2 separate regions of the Gasterosteus aculeatus genome follow, and region 1 is linked to region 2. Evidence: chromatin contacts called from public Hi-C data. All regions are on one chromosome and are shown on one strand. Each heading gives the region's core, a stretch centred on a gene start, on an enhancer-like site or on the middle of the called end of the contact. The rest is flanking DNA. Distances are from core to core; before and after follow the strand shown. Region 1 overlaps cachd1 (cache domain containing 1). Region 2 overlaps ror1 (receptor tyrosine kinase-like orphan receptor 1).

Region 1 (2,700 bases), core at 141-2,640, 45 kb after region 2:
TGGTGGCAGAGTTCAGAGCTCTGCCGCCTGACAGATGTTTACATGGCCCTTCTTCCACTGTCAACACAGCGGAGTGTTTCCTGTTTATTTGAGCCTCAGAGACGGATGAAGTGACTGGGCAGAGCTGGTGTCCGACGGCGGGGCGCAGGAACCTGTACTTCCATTGTCATGACTTAGTCAGAGGTGCATTTTGATGCCGTTTAGACTATTTGACAGTTGGGCAGGTCGACGTGTGTGTGTGTGTGTGTGTGTGTGTGTGTTTTGGATTTTTAGCATTAGTTGAATATTTGACAGGTGATTTTCCTCCCCCACCAGAGAATATTAAACATCCTTCGACTTGTAATATTGCTGCGAGGTTGGAAATGTTTCAAACAGGTTCTCGTTAGGAGGTGATTCATTCAATGAGATTGCAAGCCAAGTCCACATTTTGAGACTATTTAGTCTGGCAAAGACCATAGAACTATTCTGTTCTGGGAAACCTCCTCTCTAATGACAACAGTAGTCAGCTAAATGGATAAATAGTTGGTGCATGTGCACAGCTGCCAATGACCTGCGGAAACCACCATGGGTGTGCATTCGTCATAATCAGATGCTGTGGCTCATCAAAAACTTTGTCTTAGAAAAATATTATTTGGGACTAAACGTATCAATTGATTCCTGTCCAGAAACAAGTAGCAGCCTCGTGTGCGATCGAAGCGAAGACGTAAATCAATAAAGAACGGTAAATTGTGGTCTGGGCCCTAAATCTGGATTGTTGTGATTTGTGTCTTGACGGTTCCCTGCTAGCTTGTTCATTTGTATTCATAGGATTAGTTCATTTGGAATGCTGCTCGAGCATTTGCCCTCTTTAAGAGAATTATTTAATGACTGTATATCATGTAAAAAAAGCCTGTTTCCTCCCTTTTTCTATTGTTTTTTTTTTCTTGAATATGTCCCAAAGTTTCTACTCGAGCCTCTTTAGCTGCCCACCCCCCCCCCGCCCACCTCCCTCCGTCTCTTTGTGAAAGGCCGTTTTGTGTTTGTCCTTCCCTCACTGACATGTTCGCTGTCCCCTCTCTTTGTCTTTTCCCTCCACAGTGTTGGCAGACAACCTGAAGTCCAACCCAGGGATAAAGTGGCAGTACTTCAGCTCGGAGGAGGGCATCTTCACACTCTTCCCGGCACACAAGTTTCAGTGCAAGGGAAGTTACGAGCACCGCAGCAGGTATAAAGACCAAGTCCTCCTTTTGTCTAAGCGTTTTTATTTATTTATTACTAAGCCCAAAGTTATTACCAAACACAATGAATCACTCACTTGGCAAAGTAGCTGACGTCACCGCCAACTTGTCCCCTGCAGTCAGTGGCTGCAGGGTGGTCTAGAGGGCATATTGATGGCATGCCGCCCTCACACACCCTGACCACACATGCCCTTGGCAGGAATGTCGCTCTGTCCCTCCAAAGCCGGTCGGAATCTCACACCTCCCGTGTTGTGGTTTTCTGTCTTGTGGCCGCGGCTGAAAGACGTTTCTATTCTCTCTCGTCTTTTATTTCTGTATTATTTGGTCTTTTCATTTTTGCATTGGCCCTCGCTATTTCTTTTTCACTCTGGGTCTTTTAAAACGTTTTTCTGGCTGTCTGAGCCAGGAGAGAAATGACGTTACTTTGACTTGCTTGATGTGTGAATGAGGCTTTGTGAGTACATCACTCCCCTTCTGCAGCCTGTGTTAGTGTGTCCTTGTCCAGCAGACCACACACACACACACACAGGCGCTGACCACCCTATTGATGCATTTCATTAAGCCGGGCCTTTATCTATATTTATACCTGCACCAAATACTGTAAATATACCCCAAAGATGAGCACAAAGTTCGCTTTGCGAAAATCCAGAGTTTATCTTTTGAACACAGATCGATGATCATCACATTTTTTCTTTTTGGGGGGATTTCACTACAGCAGAATATTACTTTAGATTATTTTTGTTGCTTGTGCTACAAGGTCTGTGAAGCCACTAAAATTGTGTTTCTTAATCAGAAAAGATATACGCATTAACCGAAAATCCAAATTATTTTAATGACTTTTGTCGCATGTTTATCTGATTCCTTTGTGTGCGTGTGTGTGCGCCTGCGCCTCCAGGCCTGTGTATGTGTCTGCAGTGCTGCCCCAGTCCAAGCACATCGTGGTGATGGTGGACCACGGCGCGTCTGTAACCGACACCCAGCTTCAGATCGCCAGAGACTCGGCGCTGGTCATCCTCAACGCCGCCGATGAGCATGACAAGGTTAGCAAAGGGATTGGACCTCGTCACTTTTATAATGATGAATTTATAAACCCTAGTTTAGAAGCCATAAAATAACCTAAAACTATTTTAAGAAGAATATTTAGTATTGCCACAACAAACATGTTTTTTTCTGATTCGTACCTCCTTATTGCTGCTCTGCAGATCTCCATTTTGTCAGTGGCAGAGGCGGTTCGCTCCTGTTCTCTGGACCAGTGCTACAAGAGTTTGCTCTCTCCGGCCACCAGCGAGACCAAGAGGAAGATGAGCACCTTCATCTCCAACATCAAGGCGTCGGATGGAGCCACGCAGCACGCAGCGGGCTTCCAGAAGGCCTTCCAGCTGATCCGGAATACCAGCAGCATCTGCAAGCAGAGTGCCAGTAAGAGATTGTCCCTGTGCGCCGCATCGGAGATCAACTCCAGCCATCTTTTTCCAACATAATC
Region 2 (2,700 bases), core at 51-2,550:
AGGTACAGAAGAGATTCCTCCCTCCGAAGCTGAAAAAAGCAGAAACTTTGATGAATGTGTATTGTTGGTGGGACACAGTTGTGAAAATCCTCCACGTGTAACATCTGCAGAACCTCTAAAACCCTGAAATAGTCATTTTTTATTTTAAAGACAGGCTTTTAACTGGTAATTGTGTGAGGACATGGCTCTAAAATACTCCGTTTTAGAATTCAAGGCACTGCTTTGCCATTGGAAACATCTCTATTCCCACAAGACCTGAAGCATGACTTGCTATATTTCCACAGAAGGTAAACGTGGGCGATGGCCGACTGTATACAGTCAAGTATCCCCTTTTTTCACTTAAAATAAACTGTGGAATTATCCAGATGACTCCTGTGTAAAAAAAACATAATCCTCCCTTTCAACTGCCAGCCTTTAAAGCCCAAACACCAAAACATCTGTCTTTTAAAAGAAAACTTTCAGCCGCCTTTCAAGGCCTCAATAAGTGGACTTTGAGGTGTCAAAAGCAGTTCACCGATGTCTTCCGTGTTTTCGACGACAGGAGGCTGCTGTGCTGACGGAGCTGCAGCACCCACACGTGGTGTGCCTTCTGGGTGTGGTGATCCAGGAGCAGCCCGTCTGCATGCTCTTTGAGTTTTTGCCCCTGGGGGACCTCCACGAGTTCCTCATCATGCGCTCGCCCCACTCTGACGTCGGCTGCAGCAGCGATGAGGACGGCACTGTGAAGTCCAGCCTGGATCACGGGGACTTCCTGCACATGTCCATACAGGTGGGATGTGAAAGCAAGAGATTCCTCGCATTGCTACCGCGGTGCTTTGTACTAGACGCTTCACAGCTACTTCCTCCTTTGATGACTGTTTTCTTTTTGATGAATAAAACCCAGGTGGCAGCTGGGATGGAGTACTTGGCCAGCCACTTCTACACCCATAAAGACCTCGCAGCTCGGAACATTTTAGTAGGCGAGCAGCTCCAAATCAAGATCTCCGACCTCGGTCTCTCCAGAGCAATCTACTCCTCAGACTACTACTGCCTCCAGCCCAAAACCCTGCTGCCCATCCGCTGGATGCCCCCAGAGGCCATCGCGTACGGCAAGTTCACGTCAGACTCTGACATCTGGTCCTTCGGAGTTGTGCTGTGGGAGATCTTCAGCTACGGTCTGCAGCCCTATTACGGCTTCTCCAACCAAGAGGTGATGGAGATGGTGAGAAAGAGGCAGCTGCTGACCTGCCCCGAGGACTGTCCCCCGAGGTATGTTCAGGTCCACGTTGCTGTCCAGCATAAGCTACGAGCTGGATAACGAGAAGATGATGCAATAGTGCAAAGCTCACACGCTTTAACTGTGTCAAAGTGGCCGGCGCTTATTCAGTCAGCATTCAAAGGGTTTTTGTAGAGAACTTTTTCACAATTGTCTGACAACCACCTTCCTCTGATGTCTCTCAGGTTTTATGGTCTGATGACGGAGTGCTGGCAGGAGGGACCAACGCGCCGAACGCGCTTCAAGGACATCCACCTCCGGCTGCGAGCCTGGGAGGGGCTGTCCTCCCACGCCAGCTCCAGCACTCCCTCGGGCGGTGGAGGCAACGCCACCACCCAGACCACCTCGCTGAGCGCCAGCCCCGTGAGCAACCTCAGCAACCCCCGCTACGCGGCTGCTGCCGCCGCGGCTGCAGGTTACCTCTACCCGGCCCAGGCCATCGCCTCCCCGGGCCAGATGGGCCCTATTCAGGCCTGGACGCCCATGGCCGTGACGCAAACCCACCAGCGCTTCATCCCCGTCAACGGGTACCCGATCCCGCCAGGGTACGCCGCCTTCCCCGCCCACTTTCCACCTGCCCAACCAACCAGGGTGGTGCAGCATCACCTGCCGCCGCCCAAAAGCCGCTCGCCCAGCAGCGCCAGCGGCTCCACCAGCACGGGTCACGTGAGCGGAGTGCATTCCACCACGGGCTCCAACCACGACGCCAACACGCCGCTGCTCTCCCACTGCATCATGCCGGGGAGCAGCGGGGGAGCGGTTCAGGTGTACGGACAGGTTGGCCAGAAGGGAGTGGGACAACTGGACCACGCATCGCAAAAGGCGCTGCTCGCCGCGGATTCTGACGCGCTAATGTACAACGACTCGTCGGTCATCACCGCAGGCCTGTAGATAGACTCTTTCTGCCCGGGACCCACATTTGAGAAGTTTAGCGTCTAACATGGGGAGCCAGTCTAACGTTTTCTGCTCTAGACACGCGGAGGCCCAACAGAAACCAGCCGGAATGCACATTTTGACTGTGCAAGAAGCACTGCCACAGCTACACAAGTATAGCCACAGCTGTCTGATTTGTAACGCCTTATTGTTAGAAGCATGTGTACCCACCGCCATCGTTTGAAAACGTTGTGTTATTATTTTAACCTCTGTGTAAATACGGTACATACGTCCTGAAAGAATGAGTGGAATTCAAAGATATATATTCAAGAACTTTTTTATTAAGGAATAGATTTTGAAATTGAAGCCCATCCTAGGAAGTGGTTTGCGTCCCAGTGGGGCAGGAAGTTACTGCGTCAACAAACAGTTACTGGACTGTTTCATGCAGGATTTGAAGGAAACGCTGACACTCACACCTGGACTTTTACGCTCCTTTCAGCTGCGGTGGGACTTTTAGCATTTAGCAATTGATAACCCAGCGATCCGATGTGGGAGCAGCGATGAGAACCAGT

The links. Hi-C and Micro-C count contacts between places; a contact is called where the count stands out from the background.
Region 1: a Hi-C map of blood and trunk muscle shows a contact between it and region 2, with 3 times the contacts expected there. The contact joins two enhancer-like sites. A contact is called at or near these places in 5 of 6 Hi-C or Micro-C datasets (blood and trunk muscle, skeletal muscle, tail fin and 1 more).

Annotation. Positions count from the first base shown.
Region 1 is chr8:10,786,286-10,788,985 of fGasAcu3.hap1.1, forward strand. It overlaps cachd1 (cache domain containing 1), which reads left to right. Exons shown (of 27, transcript XM_040184354.2): 5 at 1,078-1,204; 6 at 2,113-2,257; 7 at 2,420-2,636. Among protein-coding and RNA genes, the nearest start is that of raver2, 28 kb to the right of the region's middle. Within about 2 kb of position 1,391, at least 1 of the 9 cell types and tissues checked has open chromatin away from gene starts, as enhancers often do.
Region 2 is chr8:10,741,536-10,744,235 of fGasAcu3.hap1.1, forward strand. It overlaps ror1 (receptor tyrosine kinase-like orphan receptor 1), which reads left to right. Exons shown (of 11, transcript XM_040184732.2): 8 at 1-2; 9 at 542-769; 10 at 884-1,248; 11 at 1,441-2,700. The coding sequence ends at 2,146. Among protein-coding and RNA genes, the nearest start is that of cachd1, 14 kb to the right of the region's middle. Within about 2 kb of position 1,301, at least 2 of the 9 cell types and tissues checked have open chromatin away from gene starts, as enhancers often do.